Regions from separate parts of the Sus scrofa genome. Here regions 1, 3 and 4 are each linked to region 2. Evidence: chromatin contacts called from public Hi-C and promoter capture Hi-C data. All regions are on one chromosome and are shown on one strand. Each heading gives the region's core, a stretch centred on a gene start, on an enhancer-like site or on the middle of the called end of the contact. The rest is flanking DNA. Distances are from core to core; before and after follow the strand shown.

Evidence for each region. Promoter capture Hi-C pulls out the DNA fragments that hold promoters and counts their contacts. Hi-C and Micro-C count contacts between places; a contact is called where the count stands out from the background.
Region 1: a contact with region 2 is called in a Hi-C map of alveolar macrophages, with 5 times the contacts expected there. The contact joins two enhancer-like sites. A contact is called at or near these places in 1 of 5 promoter capture datasets (liver), 31 of 47 Hi-C or Micro-C datasets (adipocytes, alveolar macrophages, blood and 15 more) and 2 of 2 datasets of contacts at active chromatin or transcription factors (alveolar macrophages and skeletal muscle).
Region 3: a contact with region 2 is called in a promoter capture Hi-C map of fetal liver, with 4 times the contacts expected there. The contact joins the promoter of ARFGAP3 here to the enhancer-like site in region 2. A contact is called at or near these places in 4 of 5 promoter capture datasets (fetal liver, fetal skeletal muscle and liver), 23 of 47 Hi-C or Micro-C datasets (alveolar macrophages, blood, brain and 13 more) and 2 of 2 datasets of contacts at active chromatin or transcription factors (alveolar macrophages and skeletal muscle).
Region 4: a Hi-C map of subcutaneous adipose tissue shows a contact between it and region 2, with 4 times the contacts expected there. The contact joins the promoter of SERHL2 here to the enhancer-like site in region 2. A contact is called at or near these places in 1 of 5 promoter capture datasets (fetal skeletal muscle), 26 of 47 Hi-C or Micro-C datasets (adipose tissue, alveolar macrophages, blood and 12 more) and 2 of 2 datasets of contacts at active chromatin or transcription factors (alveolar macrophages and skeletal muscle).

The regions. Positions count from the first base shown.
Region 1 is chr5:6,023,560-6,027,381 of Sscrofa11.1, reverse strand. All of the region lies in intron 9 of ARFGAP3 (ADP-ribosylation factor GTPase-activating protein 3), which reads right to left. Among named protein-coding and RNA genes, the nearest start is that of ARFGAP3, 31 kb to the right of the region's middle. Within about 2 kb of position 1,626, at least 17 of the 83 cell types and tissues checked have an H3K27ac peak or open chromatin away from gene starts, as enhancers often do. A contact at or near this core is called in alveolar macrophages, where this site is marked.
Region 2 is chr5:6,117,151-6,121,247 of Sscrofa11.1, reverse strand. No RefSeq gene overlaps it. Among named protein-coding and RNA genes, the nearest start is that of A4GALT, 35 kb to the right of the region's middle. Within about 2 kb of position 2,632, at least 55 of the 83 cell types and tissues checked have an H3K27ac peak or open chromatin away from gene starts, as enhancers often do. A contact at or near this core is called in adipose tissue, alveolar macrophages, brain and 8 more, where this site is marked.
Region 3 is chr5:5,991,286-5,995,386 of Sscrofa11.1, reverse strand. It overlaps ARFGAP3 (ADP-ribosylation factor GTPase-activating protein 3), which reads right to left and starts at 1,250. Exons shown (of 16, transcript XM_003481526.4): 1 at 1,042-1,250. The coding sequence starts at 1,110. LOC110260619 (a long non-coding RNA gene) reads left to right here and starts at 1,347. Exons shown (of 2, transcript XR_002343865.1): 1 at 1,347-4,101. LOC110260620 (a long non-coding RNA gene) reads right to left here and starts at 1,035. Exons shown (of 2, transcript XR_002343867.1): 1 at 777-1,035; 2 at 1-273.
Region 4 is chr5:6,237,907-6,241,789 of Sscrofa11.1, reverse strand. SERHL2 (serine hydrolase-like protein 2) reads left to right here and starts at 1,979. Exons shown (of 12, transcript XM_021091434.1): 1 at 1,979-2,208.

The DNA of each region.
Region 1 (3,822 bases), core at 377-2,876, 93 kb after region 2:
ACCTCGCTTCCAGCCGCCACTCACGGCTGTCCCTCCAAAATCAATACCACTTAAAATGTCATGATGTACCCTAAAATTATTTCTCTATGGGATAATAGAAGCAGCATTTCCTACTTGGACTAATATTTGACTGAGTACTTCCACTTTTCATGTCAAAAATTCAAAGTTAGTCTCATCGGTTTGCTTCGGTTTGAGATAAAGCGCATACGTAGATTTAACTTTAAAACGCACGTGTAGATAAATTAAGAAGGGATTACTTCATTGCAAAAGGATTCTTCAGGTTACAGGATTATTTCCCATGGGATCTCTTCCTGTGATCAGGCTCGTTTACAACGGAGGAGCCATTCCTCAGCCAACACCTTCTTCTGTACCGTCATTCAGCCACGCAGCATCTGCCTTTCAAATATCTGTGACAAATACTGCACCTTGGGGGACGGGGAGGATGCACCAAACACTGCCCTCACTCTCAGATTTCTAAAAACACTACAAACACTGAATTTTTCATAAAGAAAACCAGGCCCATATTAGCAACCACACAAGCGATTTATCATATTAGTAAGAAAGCAACAAAATTTCAAGACCCTGAAAAATGACATCCTACCTCATCAGGATTTCTAGGCTATCATCCACTGCATAAAATGGCACGCGTCCTCGTAAGAACGACACTATCTAAGGTCCATGAGGGAAGGACAACAGAATTTCTTACTAGGGAAAGACACGCTTGCTTTGGCTGTTTCCCTCCTTAATGGTGATGCAGGATTTCTACTTTGATCTGGCAGCTTGTTTTCTTTACTGTTATTCCTACTGGAATATGGGTAATGGCAACATACTCACTCCATTGCTCAGAAAATAAGCAACACTCTTTCAGGTATAGTTTTGGAGGATAACATCAGATCTGTGTACCTAGAGATCTGTGTCACTGTGGGAACAGAGTCTTCTGGAGAGGAAGGGCTGGGAGTGAGAAAGACATGAGAGGGAGCATCTTCCTTCTTGGGGCATCTGACGTGCGGCTGGGTCTAACCCTCGTCCAAAGCATGAATTAACACCAAGAGACACACTAAGAGAACGAAGATGCCAGAACTGCGAGCTTCTCAGACCCGCAGGAGCCCTTCCCAGAACCAGGCTCAGGGGAGGGCTGGCTGGATGCTCAGGTCAAGCTCTGCCTGTTCTCACGCTTCCGGCCCAACTGTGCGCAGACCCGTGAGCTGCCACCCGGTGAGGGTAAGGCTGCTGCACGAAGAGTTTAGTTTTACCTCCAGATGACACAGAAGCAGTGCTGCTCCGACAGGTGAAGAAGCAGTGCTGCTCCTGACAGGTGAAGAAGCAAGCAGTGCTGCTCCTGACAGGTGACCAAGCTGAAGTAACTTTCTTCGCAGCCGCTTCAACAGCGACCTTGCCCAAGAGGAAAGAAGCAAGCCCGGGCACTTTCCCACGGCTGGCAGAGCCCTGGGTGGCGATGCTGAGCTCTGATGCATCTGAGCGGCGATTAGGGAGGTGGTGCAGCTGTTCTGAACCAGTCCACGAAAGGGGTCGAATTGGGCTTAGGTTCACAGTCCATAAACACCCCCCGCGATCTGCACCTTTGCTTTTATGCTGCACTGAGCAGTCCTGACGAAAGACACAAGCGACGGCTGGTGTGGTTTCTAACATGAACAGACTAGTTCCCATCCACCTGAGCTTCAGGGAGGGAGGCTCTGGCTTTCTGGATCTTTGTTCTGAGCAGGCAGGGGCTCTGCACGGTCAAACCTCATACAGGAGCCGTCTGGCAGAGCCCGTTCTCAGACACACTCAGATTTAACCATCCCCTTTCCCAGCATCAAAAGACCTAGCACAGCCAGAGATCAAGGTGAACTCTGTGACCGCTCCGCATTCCGGTCACATTTAACCTAAACTCAGTTTAGTGCTGCCCCCTACGTCCTGTGAGTTGAATGACAACAAGAAACAAGAAGCAATTTCATATCATCTGGCGAATCAGAATCTGCTTGGCAAACTGTTAGCACAAATAGTAAGAAGCCACACGGACTGCGCACCAATTGTGCGCCAGGCACTGCTTAATGCATGTTGATGAGCATGAACTAAACGAATCCTCAAAACAACCTCATCAAGGACTATTATTTTCTTCATGATGCAGCCTGTAGTCATGAACTCAAGCTAAAGCAGATACACATGAAGATAAGAGAAAACACCAGATAAATACAATAAACACACACACAAAGTCAGACTCCCAGTCGCCCTCCTTTCTTGGCTCTTATGCCCAGTCATGGGCACTTTCCAGGCAGCCGTATGTCCCTTCTCTTGTCAACACAAATGAAAACCTCTCAAGAGCCTTAAGTATCTACTTACGATACGTCCCTCGTCTGGCCGGGACGCAGCTACCAAACGCACTTTCCAGGACACCCTCCCCCACGGCGCTCCTCTCCTCTCCGCGTGACTTAAACCCACGGGCCTGACTCCAGGGTGGCCCACGTCACTATTCTCAAGTCTCCAGTCCAGGCGGAACCCCGTACAAACGTCGGGCGCCCTCTGCTTCCCTCGAAGGCTCTTCTTGCTCCGCCTCCTCTGTGCCGAGTCCGACTCGGAGACCCTCCAAGATCCAGGCTCAAAACCTCTGAAGGTATCACCCGACCCACAGCCTTCTGTGCAAGAGTTGGAATTCAGTCGCCACGGGGGCTTCCCAGGATAAATACATTTTTCATTACCGAGATATAACTCACATACCACAAAACTGACCCTTTTGAAGTACACGATTCGGTGGTGTTTAGTATACTCATGGGGTCTGCTGAACATCTCCAGTAATTCCAGAACTTTTCATCACTCCCCAGTGAAACCCATTACTCGTGACGCCTCATTACCCTCCCCCCGCCCCCGTCCCCAGCCCCTGACAGCCACCAACCTGCTTTCTGTTGCTGGATTTGCTTAATTTGGACATGCCATATCTAAGGAATTATACAGTATGGGGTCTTTTGGGATCCGCTTCTTTCTTTTTTTTTTAATTTCATTATCCTTTTTGGTTTTTTTTTTTTTTTTTGGCTGCACCTGCAGCATGTAGCAATTTCCAGGCCAGGGATTGAACCCACACCACAGCAGCAAGCTGAGCTGCCACAGTGACAAAGCCAGATCCTTAACCTATTGCACCACAAGGGAACTCCCAGCTTCTTTCTTAGCATAAACTTTTCAAGATTTATCAGTGCCGTAGCATGTATCAGTGCCTGCGTCCTTTTCACGGACAAATAATATTCCATTATACGAAGACACATATTTTGTTTGTCCATTCACTAGTTGACGGACACATGGGTTGTTTCTACTTTGGGGCTATGAGGATTAAGGCTGCTGTGAACACATGTACAAGTTTTGGTGTGGATGCGTGGGCACGTATGTTGATTTCTCTGCATATGTTCTTCGGAGTGGGACTGCTGCTGGGCACACTGTCACCGGTGCAGCACGAGGGCACCAGCTTCTCTGCTTTCTCACCCACACCAGTTACTGTATGTCTCCCCGTGAGTGAGGGGCATCTCGCTGTGGCTCGGACTTGCCTTTCCCTGGTGACAAAAGATGCTGAGCAGCTCTCCTGCATAAGTACCTGCAGACACGTCTCTGTCTCTCCCTTCTCGTGTCCCCCCTCCCAGGCCTGCCTGTACAACTGCCACCGGAAATGGCAGCTGCCCTCCCTCCCCACCCCTCTCGCCTTCCAACCTACACGGCCCTAGATGGGTATTAAGTTTTTGCACACCTAAACTCTGCATTAGCCTCCTCGCACGCACATGGAAAGAGGAATGGCGCTTGGAAAGCTGGGCTCAGAGCTGTTTCTTGGACAGGTTCAGC
Region 2 (4,097 bases), core at 1,383-3,882:
GTGTTGGGAAAAATAATCCCTTCCAGGTGTAGGGGTTCAAAACATCCCACCTTGGAGTTCCCGTTGTGGCTCAGCGGTAAAGAACCTGAGTGGTATCCAGGAGGATACAGGTTTGATTCCTGGCCTCATGCAGTGAGTTAAGGATCCAGTGCTGCTGCTAGCTGCGGTATAGGTCGTAGACATGGCTTGGATCCTGCATTGCTGTGGCTGTGGTGTAGGACGGCAGCTGCAGCTCCCATTCAACCCCTAGCCTGGGAACCTCCATGTGCTATGGGTTCAGCCCTAACAAACAAACAAAAACCCTACCTCAAAACACCCTGCTTTGGGGTACTGATTACTTTGAGCTGAAGGTACTTGAGAAACAGTTGATGCGGGAAGGACTCTCTGCCCCATCATCTCCCTTTCTACCTAAAGGCAAGTAATAAATTTCCTAAGAGAAAGGTACCTCCCTGCACCAGGAAGAGAACATTCTTAATCACCAGAGATGGGGGTGGCTACTGGCAGGCATCTGTACAAACAAGCTGATAGATCTGTACAAATAACCTCGATTTTCCCATTAGTTTTCCCCACGTCTTTCCTAACCATTGTCCGACGCCATACCGCCCTGGTCCCTTCATCTTGTCACATCCCCGCATCGTGTGGTTCTTTCTGTAGAAAAGCGCTGGGGCCCAGGGGCTTCTTTGGGAATTCATTTTCCTTCTGAAGACTCCTGCGTTGCACGCCTAAAAAAACATGTTATATCAGGAGTTCCCGTCGTGGCGAAGTGGTTAAAGAATCCGACTAGGAACCATGAGGTTGCAGGTTCGGTCCCTGGCCTTGCTCAGTGGGTCAGGGATCCAGTGTTGCCGTGAGCTGTGGTGTAGGTCGCAGACGGGGCTCAGATCCTGCGTTGCTGTGACTCTGGCGTAGGCCGGGGGCTACAGCTCCGGTTCGACCCCTAGCCTGGGAACCTCCATATGCTGCGGGAGCGGCCAAAAGAAATAGCAAAAAGACAAAACAAAAACAAAAACAAAAAACCATGTTATATCAGCGTGTATGCTTCTCTCCTGCTAATGTGTCTTATGTCAGTGAATTCGCAGCCAGAGAACCTAAGAGGGTAGCAGGATGTTTCCCGTCTCTACTCAGGGGAGGCGAGGAGGGCCCCAACCCACAGAAAACCCTACTGTTAGCCTTGTAACAAGGAAAATTGGTTCTGTCCTCTGCAGACTCAGCCTCAGTGGGACCTTTGAGAATCTGCAAACAGACCTAAGAATAACGGTGGCATTTCAAACTGAGGAGGAAGGGAGATGAATGAGTCAATAAATGAGGTTGCTAGAGACCGCTGAGGGCCCGCCCCCAGCCTGTCACAGCACCTAAAATCGCACCATCACAGTCGGGTGCTCCGGGTTGAGGTGTGGTCCCGCAAGCCATCACCCACCCCGCGCTCGGGAGAGCTGGCTTGTCCCGCCTTCTGCTCTCCCCGGGCCTGGCACCTGAGTGGGTTGGTTGCGACGGGGGCCTTGAAGGGCCTGGTCTGGAAGGTGGGTACCACCTGCAGATCCTGGGAATACCACCCCTGCCCTGCAACTAACCTGAGCAGCAAGAGGAGTGTGGAGCGGGGGGTGTCAAGGCCTGGCGATGACCCAGGCGAGGTGAGGTGAGCAGAATGGACCACACTTACAGAAAGTAAGCACGGGGGGCGTGTCTACATTATGTGTGCAGGCACGTGTAGGGGTGTGCGTGTGTCGGTGTGTGCATGAGCGCCTGTTTGCACGTGTGCGGTGGGCCGTGTGTCAAGCGTGTGGACTCGGTAAGTGCGCGTGTCACCCAGCATGGGGAGAGGAGGGAGAGTCCGGCACGGGACGAGAGGTGGGTCCTTGGCGGATTCGGATCTGTCCTCTCCCTCTTCTCTTCACCGCTGGGATTCATCGAGGAGGTGCACGGCCTGACTTGCCAACCCTCAATCGGTCCTCTCAGGCCACGGTGATGCTGGGAAGGGGATGCCGGGAGGCCGTGCCTCTCAGAGGCGCGGGAGGCCGGAGATCAGACGTGGGGACGCGCAGAGCAGCAGAAGCTGTGCCTCTGTCCTCCAGGTTCTTGCCTCCAGGGGGCGCCCTCGGGCCAGGGAAAGGTTCCCTGCACCCGCGTGGGGTCCTGCTGGCCCTTCATCCCAGCAGAGGCCCCTGGAAGGCGGGCTTGTGAATCCGCTGGGGCTTCCTCACCGCTCCCCCTTCTGCGCTGCTCCAGATGTTTCGGTTCATTCGGCGTCTGTCCATCGGAGCCCTGCGCCCCGTCTCCGGGGGCCCTGCGGGGGTGATGCTGTACCCTCGGGCTGTGGGGCTCCGCGGAAACCCGGGGAAGGAGCGGAAACTCTGCCCAGGGGCGTGGTGCCCGCCGAGGGAGGCCGCCTGGGGAGGCCGCCTGGGAAGGCCTGGGAGGGTGAGGTGTTTCATGGGCGGAGGAAGTGCTTCCGGCGGAGGACAAGGCTTGAACCAGGGCCTGGGAGGGGTCGGGAGACTGCATGCCGAGGCCTGCGCCCCCACCCCCGCGACTGTGGTCCAGGGCCCCTGCAGAGACCCCAGGAGGCTGCGGGTGCCCCCAAGAGCCCTCGGGCCCTCCTTCTTCTGGGTCCCCCGGGCAGCCTCTAGGCGGCAGCACCGAGCCTGCAGCGCTCGCGGTCAAATCCTCCCTTCCCCTCTCCGGCTCCCTCCCTCGTCTTCCTTTCTCCGGTTTATTCCCCGCTGCACTCAGCACTTCCAGCCCTGTCCCCCTCGTTCTTCAGAGGTTGGCGGGATGAAGCGCTTGAATGGATGCCGAGTTGGCGTCCGCGGGGCATGGGGAGAGCCCAGTCCCTGGGCGGCTCCACCCTGCGGGTTCAATGAGGTCGCGCAGGCACAGGTCAGAGCCTGGCAGGAAGAATGTGCTTGATAAACATCAGGCCTCCCCGAACCCCCCTGTAGGTGCTGTTCAACTCCCTCTGAAGTTTCTTGCATGCTTGGCCGTTTCCCTTCCTTCAAAGCAGCCTGCTTCCTTTTCCTAAAAATCAGGAAAGACACCCAGCCCTTCCCTCTCTGTGTTCTACTCAGAGTCTCCCTTAATAGTCTCCCTTCAGGGCACTTTCTGTTTCAGGAGAGGGTTCCGGCTACATGCACCTTAACCCCAAAGGAAGCATTAATGGTGGTATTTCAGGCGCAGCGCCAGGCCTGCTGCAGGGTCTGCAGGTCCACCTTGGCAGGCATAGGGGCTGAGCCCAGGGAGAGGGAGAAGGGACTGCTGGTTCTTGAGCCAACATTTCACGGGGATTTCCTGCAGAGCCTGAGCAGGTGAGGCCTGGGCAGGTGAGACCTGCATAGGTGAGGCCCTGGGTAAATGTGGCTGGAAGACACAAGCTATTATGCGACACAAGGACACCATCTCAGGCCACCGTCTTCCTGGTCCGTGGTGACGAGAACCACCTGTGCCTTCTGTGAAATCCTGCCGCTTTAGTGCAGAGTAAAGAGGGGCTTGTTACTGCGGGCAGAGGGGGAGCCTGGGCCAGAGCAGCCTGGGCAAAGTCGGCTCTAACACTGACTTTGACTCTGAGCTTGTTCTTTGACTCCCTGAGCCTCAGTTTCTACACCTGTAAAATGAGACTAATTCTCCCCATTCTGTCTGTGACAACCTTTTTATGCCTCTGAGCTTCAATTTTCTCTTCTGTAAAATGGGATTAATTACAGCCTTTCCTGTCTACCGCACAGTTTTGCAATGGGCTCCATCCATCCATTCATCAAAAGATGACAATGATAATGAACACGCGTACTTGCTCTATGCCTGGCACTCTGGGAGGTGGACCTCTGTATTACGGCCATTCCACAGATGAGAAAACCGAGGCCACCTGCTCACTCAGCATCACACAGCTGTGTGGGATTCAGACGCAGGCCGTCTGGCCCTTCTGGACCCAGTCCACAGCACCAGGGACGGGTGCATGTTAGCTCAGGACGTATGGTAGCTGAATAAGTGACGCTGCAAAAGTGCCCTGTGGAGGTGTTTGCATCGTGGCTCAGCGGAACAAACCCAACTAGTATGAGGACCCGGATTTGATCCCTGCCTTTGCCCAGTGGGTTAAGGATCAGGCATTG
Region 3 (4,101 bases), core at 1-2,500, 120 kb after region 2:
CATCTAAATTCTGTAAAACTCAGGGACTTCAGGGTCATGACGCATGACCGTACTGGTTAATAGCTGTTGTGGTGGAGGTGACAGGGGGGACCAGACAGAACTCCTGTCACAGGAGCAGAGGGGAGAGTCCATGCTGACACGACAGCCCTTTGCACTGTCTAGGTTCCACTCCGATCTGTGATCCTCCGCGGACGGTGTCACTTTAGCCCCATGCGTCATCCCATCTCCAGCCAGGAGCCAAAAGTTGTAAGAGTCATGGGGGGGAAACAGGCTCTGGAGATGAAAAAAAGAAAGGAAAACCCCAATCTCCAAAGAGACCCAAAGGTTAGGAAGGGAAAGGGTTGTGGTGGGCTTTCTCGTAAGAGAAAAGAGCTCAAAGCCACTGCAGTGACCACTTAGCAGCTTTATCGGACAGGGAAGCTGAGGCTGCCGCCAAAGGGCACAGGGAACAATCCAGGCTCTAACAGGCGCCCCTGAGGAGCTTCAGAGGTGAGCTCGAGGGGGAAAGGGGGTGAGTCGAGTTTTCCCAAGCGCCCAGGGCTACCAGCTGTTGTTTCTGCCCCGTGCACGCTTCCCGGCTGGGTCACAGGTGGCCTACGGTGTCCGGGGTCTGCTCCAGGTCGCAGGAGTCCCGTGTATGAGCCCTCAGTATTCTCAGGAACTCAGGGGCCACTTCACTTTGCCACCCCCAAAAGCCGCCTCCGTCCTCCTTTAAGTTCCTCGGCCCGGTGTCAGGAACCCACAAATGTCCGCCCCCGGGACCCCCAGATGCTCACACTTCCGGCACCCAGGGCCCCTCGGTGCCTGCCCTGCTCTGGACCCCGGTGTGCGCCCCCTCTTCTGCCTCTCCCTTCCTGAGACTGGGGGGGCGGCGCACAGTCTGGACCCAGGCGAGGCCCAGCCGCTGCGGCCGCACAGTGCGACGTGTCACAGGCCGGGCCAGCTCCTCCTCCCGCGGCCGTGGCCACTGCCGCCGCAGGGGCCGCCCGCGGGGTCCAGCAAGGATGCCAAACAAGCCTGAACACGCCCGGCGGCCGTTACCTTGTTGGTGGGCACCGAGCGGAGGCGCTTGAAGATGGTCAGGATGTCTTGCTTGCTCGGGTCCCCCATGGTCACCAAAGAACCGAGGCGCAGCTGGCCCCTGCCAACCGGGAAGGGCAGAGCAGCAGCGGTTGCCGCCTCCAGGAGGTAGACGACGGCGGAGGGGCGGGGCTGCGCGTGACGCTCGACCCCGCCTCTCGATGTCCCCGCCCAGGCCCCGCCCACCGCCCAGAGCGCACGCGCCGCTCTCCCCTAGGGCCCAGGCTCGGGGGGGCCGCCGGCTCCGCCCCTCAGGCCCCGCCCCCGGCGCTGCACGCGCGTGCGCAGGAGTCTCGCTCGCCGTTCGCGCCGGGCTGTGGGTGTGGAAGCCGGGCCCCGCGGAGGTCTGCGCCCACCAGCACCTCAGTGGGGACCACCACGTCGGCTGACCGACTGCTTTCTTCGCCGGGTCTTCTGGCCTCCTCCCTGTGAGGGTGGCAGAACCTGCTCCTCCAAGTGGCAAAGGAGGAACCGAGAGGCAAGGGCCTTCCTGCGGCATCCGGGAGTCCAGATGCTGGGTTCTCTAGTTGCTTTTTTTTTTTTTTTTTTTTTTTCCCGTAAGCTAAAGCTGAGCGCTGAGTGGGAAGCCTCCAATGCCGAAAACTGGTTTTCTTACAGTATCAGTTTGAGTGTGTCAGTGACAAGTAGCAGTTCTCCAGAGGCGAAAGGCGCCGGGTCAGAATGGATAAATATAGACAGGAAAAGAAGCTGGCCTTTTCCTACCCTTACTCGCCAGAGGGTTTTAACGCTTGGAGAAAGGTGCCTCTTCTGCATTAGTGGATGTGGAGCCCCTAGGTAAGGCTCTGCGGCTCAGGGAAGGATAACAGGTCTTGGGGTCAAATGCACGGTCCAGCCAGCTCCTTCCCAGCGCTGTGACCTTGCTCGGGTCACCTCGCTAAAGCTTGGTCTGCTCATCTGTGCAATGGGATGAGAGAGGGGGGATCAGCGCTGAGCAGCACAGGAGAGCGGCTGCCAGGGAGGCCCTGGAAAAGGCTTTGGCAGTGGTCTTTCTGCTTTTAGAGGCTGGGAATTGTTCACTCAACCTGTGTGAGTAGAAACCCTGGGGGAAGTTGGACCTCTGCCAAGGAAGGGAAATTTATTACCTTCCAGAACAGTAAGTTATTTTTGCAGACAGCTCTGTTTGAAAGTTCTTCCTGGTACTGAGTTAAAGTATATACCCTTGAGGAGTTCCTGTCCTGGCTCGACAGTAAACGCATCTGACTATTATCCATGAGGACGCAGGTTCGATCCCTGGCCTTGTTCAGTGGGTTAAAGATCTGGCGTTGCTGTGAGCTTGGTGTCGGTGGAGGACATGGCTTGGATCTGGTGGTGTTGTGGCTGCGGTATTAGGCAGCACCTGCAGCTCCCGTTTGACCCCTAGCCTGGGAAAAACAAAACAAAGAAACTGAGTTCCTGGAATCAGGAGCAGCCTTATCTGATTTCCACCAACCCCTGTAGGCTAAGGCAGCGCACTTGCTCCTGAACTGAACTTGGCTCTTCTTGCTCACTGAGCAGCAAAGCCAATTTACTGATGCCGTGGTGCGTGTTTACTGTAGGCACCGAGCAAGATCCAAACTCCTCGGTGGTTTCCAGGGAAAGAGTTTCAAAGACAACATTGGGGTGAGGGTTTTAGCTCTTGAACTTCCTTCTGATTGGTGGGTGGTGAGTTAACGGGTGATGTTTCAGGAACCTTCTGCTTCCAGCCAGTCTGTGGTCGGTGTGCTTGTGGTCCCCATGCCGTCAACATCCTCCACCTGGGTGGGTGGGGTCTTAGTTTCTGCAGAACAACGCAAAGATATGTATCCGATTGGATGACAGTTGTTACGGAGGAACTGGGACTGTTTTATCGGTGAACTGGTTTCTTGAGTGTTTTTCCTCTGTGTCTTCAGTCCTTTCAGTTCCCTAATTAATAACTGCTTGAATCTGCTCTTTGGAGCTCAGGGAAGTCCTGCGAGACTAAAGCCCTTTTTCACAAACCAGAAATGGGGGACACAGAGGGGCTTTGGCACCCAGGAGAGCCCCACAGGGTCCTGCTTGGTTTCATATTTTTGGAAATTCACAAATGCCCCCATTTTAAAAGGTAAAATATTTAAATAATTATGTTATTGGTTGATTTTTTTAAAAAGATAGAAATTTAAGCTGATATCATTACTTCCTTTAATGGGATAAAAGATTTAGGATTGTCATTAATATTTACGGTATTACAATATTATAAAATAATTGGAAAGTGAAATGAAAACATTTACACAAAAAAACTGTACTTGAATGTTTATAATACATTTATTCATAATAAAAAACTGGAAACAACCTAAATATCCTTCAGCTGGATTAACAAACGTGGTAAATTCATTCGATGAAAACTACCCGCACTAAACAGGGGCAACTTACTGAGGCATGAAACTCTTGGATGGATTGCAGATGAATTAATATGAAGTGAAAGACAAGTTGGTGGATGGATCTCAGATGAATTATGTGAAGAGAAAGGTAAGACAGTCTCAAAAGGCTACACATTGTATGATTCCATCCTTGTGACATTCTGGAAAAGGTAAAACTATGGAAACAGAACACAGATCAGTGGCTCCCAGGGACTGGAAATACAAAGAGGGGTTGACTACAAAGGAGCAGGAGAAATTTGGGGGATTCGAGACAGTTTTATATATGTATATTTGTCTTTTTAGGGCTGCACCAGTGCCATATGGAAGTTCCCAGGCCAGAGGCTGAATCAGAGCTGCAGCCACCGGCCTACACCACAGCCACAGCAATGCCGGATCCTTAACCCACTGAGCAAGCCCAGGGACCAAACCCACATCCTCATGGATACTAATCTGGTTCGTTACCCCTGAGCCACAACGGCAACTCCCTGTATTTTTTGTCTTTTTGGCGACGTCGGAGGCATGCAGAAGTTCCCAGGCCAGAGATCGAACCCCTGTCACAGCAGTGACAATGGCAGATCCTTAACCCGCTGAGCCCCTGGGAACTTCTCTGTATCTTGATTGTGGTGATGATGGATACCTGAAGATA
Region 4 (3,883 bases), core at 730-3,229, 120 kb before region 2:
CAGGGATCCAACCTGCGTCCTCATGGATGCCAGTCAGATTCGTTAACCACTGAGCCACGACGGGAATGCCTTTAATTCATTTTTATTTCTTATTAAAGTATAGTTGATTTCCAATGTTGTGCCAATTTCCCAGAATTCTTTAAATAAAACGAACTTCAGATTATTATATTATTTCTTTATATGCTACATTAATTATTTTTGAAAAAGTAATTCCCATTTCATATTTGTTTTCTTGAAAATAACTTGGATTTATAAAACCTTCTCCTCACTGCTCTCAAATGCCCATCAAGAGGGACAATCCGCTGTGAAAAGGACAGAGCAGCTCTGTACTGCTACTATGGAAAGTGACAAAGACTGTCCTTGACCAAACTAGGCAGTCTCATCGGAGTCCTCTTCTTCACTGGACCTCAACCTTGGCCTACAGGAATTTCAGCTTTGGAGTTCCTGTTGTGGTGCAGTGGGTTATGAAGCCAACTAGTATTCATGAGGATACGAGTTTGATCCTTAGCCTTGCTCAGTGGGTTAAAGACCCAGTGTTGGAGTTCCCGTTGTGGTTCAGTGGTCAACGAATCTGACTAGGAGCCATGAGGTTGCCAGTTTGATCCCTGGCCTTGCTCAGTGGGTTAAGGATCCGGCGTTGCCATGAGCTGTGGTGTGGGTTGCAGATGTGGCTCAGATCCCGCGTTGCTGTGGCTCTGGTGTAGGCTGGCAGCTACAGCTCCCATTCGACCCCTAGCCTGGGAACCTCCATATGCTGTGGGAGCAGCCCAAGAAATGGCAAAAAGACAAAAAAAAAAAAAAAAAAAAATCAGTGTTGCCGTGAGCTGTGGTGTAGGTCACAGACGTGGCTCAGTTCTGGCCTTGCTGTGTCTGTGACATAGGCCAGCAGCTACAGCTCTGGGTTGGACCCCAGCCCAGGAATTTCCATATGCTGTAGGTGTGGCCAAATGAACCTATCTACAGAACAGAAACAAACACATGGACATAGAGAACAGCCTTGTGGTTGCCAAAGGGGAGGGAGTGGGATGACTGGGAGTTTGGGGTACTGGGAGTAGTAGATGCAAACCCCGAATTTGAATGGATAAGCAATGAATTGAATGAATATCCAATCAGCTGTGGTGGAGCGTGATAGAAGATAATATGGGGAAAAGAATGTATATATATATATACACATATAACTGGGTCACTTTGCTGAACAGCAGAAATTGACAGAACATTATAAATCAACTATAATGTTAAAAAATTAAAAAAGAAACAATTTGTGGAGTTCCCATTGTGGCTCAGCAGTAACGAACCCAACAAGTATCCATGCGGATGCAGGCTCAATCCCTGGCCTTGCTCAGTGGGTTAAGGATCTGGCGTGGCTGCGAGCTGTGGTGTAGGTCGCAAATGCAGCTTGGATCCCGATGTTGCTGTGGCTGTGGGCTAGGCCAGCAGCTTGCAGCTCTGATTTGACCCTTAGCCTGGGAACTTCCATATGCCGCAAATGTGGCCCTAAAAAAGCAAAAGAAAACTAAAAATCAAAATAACAAACACCAATTTGTAAAAATAAAACCACTCTTCTGTTTGTCACACATGTCTAAAGCCCCATCCAAAGTGTCAAATCTAACTTGTCAGTGATTGTCCAACCCAAAGCTCTTTAATACCTTGTAGGCAGCTCCTTGTAAGAGGATCCCTGCCTTAAAATCTTTGACCCCAAAGTGGTCCTGGAACCGAAAAAGGTTCAGAGAACGCCACCGGAGTGTTGGTGTATTCCTCTCCATTGCCTCACACAGAGGTCTGGGGAAAGGCCCTTTTTCCTTTTTCTTTTTAAAAAAGAATCAGTTGCAGCCTAAGTGCGAAGGGATGGCAGGCTTGGGAGGAAGCCCCTACATCCTAGCGCCGCCTGCCGGGGTCCCTGCATCCGCCCCGGGGAGGACCGCGCGCGGGGCTGCGGTAAGGCGGGGGGCCGGCAGGGGGCGCTCCAACCCCGCTCGAGAGGGGCCGCAGGGCTTCCTGGGAGCCGACCGGCGTCCGAGGTTCCCGCCGCCCAAGGTCCACGCGGCACTGAGTGTTTGGGATCCTGCCACGGCCCGGGCCGTCGCGCGCAGCGGGAATTCGGGGTCTGCGGAAGGGCTCTTCCTCTAATTCTACGCTCCAAGGATAAAAGCCTCCAACAGACACCACCCTGCCTTCCCTTGGTGCCGCCGCCCTAGTGCCCTCGATTCGGTAAGGTTTCTTTCGCCAAAAAAAGAGTCGCACAGTCGCAGCCAGGATAGAGGAGGGCTTCTAGAAAGAGGGAGAACGGGACTTGGGGGCGGGGGGGCGCGGTGGAGACGAGTTTCTCCCTCTTCTTGGCCGCCCTGGCCGCAGAGCGGCTCTGGACCCACCCGCAGCCCCCGGGACGTGGCGCGGCCCCCGCGCGCCTCCGCTCCGCTCCCCACGGTACCCGCGCGCGCCAAGAATCAGATTCGCTCCTGGAAACCCTCCCAAGGGCGGGAGGCGGCAGATGCTGGGTGTCGAGAGAATCGAATTGAACCTCAGTCAGTGGAAAGCATTTCCCCATCTGCCTGTCCTGGGTTGCAGGATTGGTTCAAATACTCTGTTTCCTCAGTTGCAACAAGAGGGGTTCGGAACCTCTCAGGGGTTCTGGACCATCTGAGGGCCTCTGAGTGTCTACGACGCCTTCAGCCTGGAGTCTTCCCCAAAGTCTACATAGGGACTGAGCTGCTGAATCCCCAGAGGAGGAAATTCCCTGAAACCAGAAACAGGAACCAAGACGAAGCCCCATGGTGAAAATGCCACTGGTGGAAGATAATGCACCTGTGCGTGCCTGCCGCAGGGATCAGAGATGGGAGCCGGTCCAGGGCACTTTGACAGCGAGATGGGTCAGAGAAGGAGCCCCGCACCTCGTGGCCCCTCAATCCACATTGAATGAGAGAAGGGGGCTGGGCTGGGTGCAGCACTTCACATGCCCACCCTAGGGCTGGGGGGCGGGAGAGATTTGTAAAAAGGACCAGGTGCCAAGGCCAAACTTTACCTCCCTCTCCAGGTGGCCCTGGGGGTCTCAGCTGCTATGCTGGAGGCCAAAATGCTTACCACCCTGACCTGCAAACTATGTTTCATTTAGGAAAGGTTAATTTAAGGAGGCCCCTCGCTAGGGCCAGCAAGGAAGCTGAGGTGCTTCTTGGGAAGAACCTCTGCCTCATCACAGCAATCATCAGTTGTTTTACCACCAGTGCCTTTGCACTGTAAGCCTCGTGTCTTGGGTTAGGTGCCCTGGGAAGCAGAGCTGCACTCTCTTATTCATGCATACAGAACACTCATCGCTCAGCCTCTCAGGAAGCAGCCTTTTAGCAAATCAGAGCAGCTGCGCAGGGCAGAAGTTGAACCTGGATTCAGCTGGGAACCTTACACGATTCCATGGGAAGCTCAGGAGCTGGGATGGTTGTCACCAGCCCTTTGTACATTGGCGAGGGCATTGACTGGGGTATAAGGACCGGTCCGTGGTGATGGAATGCCCTGGGGAGGCCATGTCCTCGGACGTGGCAGGTCCCTTCCATGAGGGGCGAGTCTCAGGGAAGAACTCAACTGTCACAGCTGACATTCGCCGCGGGCTGGAGGAATGACGGCTCGGCCCTTGCAGGATCCAGGGTGGTGCATCATAGCACACCCTCCACTCCTTGACCATAGCCTGTTTCTTTCTCTTCTGCTCTCTGCACATCTGAATTTTTCCCCCTGCTACTTAAGTTGCAGGGGTAGTTGACAGTCATACTGTGGCTCCCCCCCCTTTTTTTTTCCCCAAATGTGTCCCATTCTGAAGACAAGCCCAGAGTAAGGCTGGAATATCAAACCCTGATTCCAAATTGCTGGGGCAGAGGCCTTGGCCCAACTTGGGTCAGGT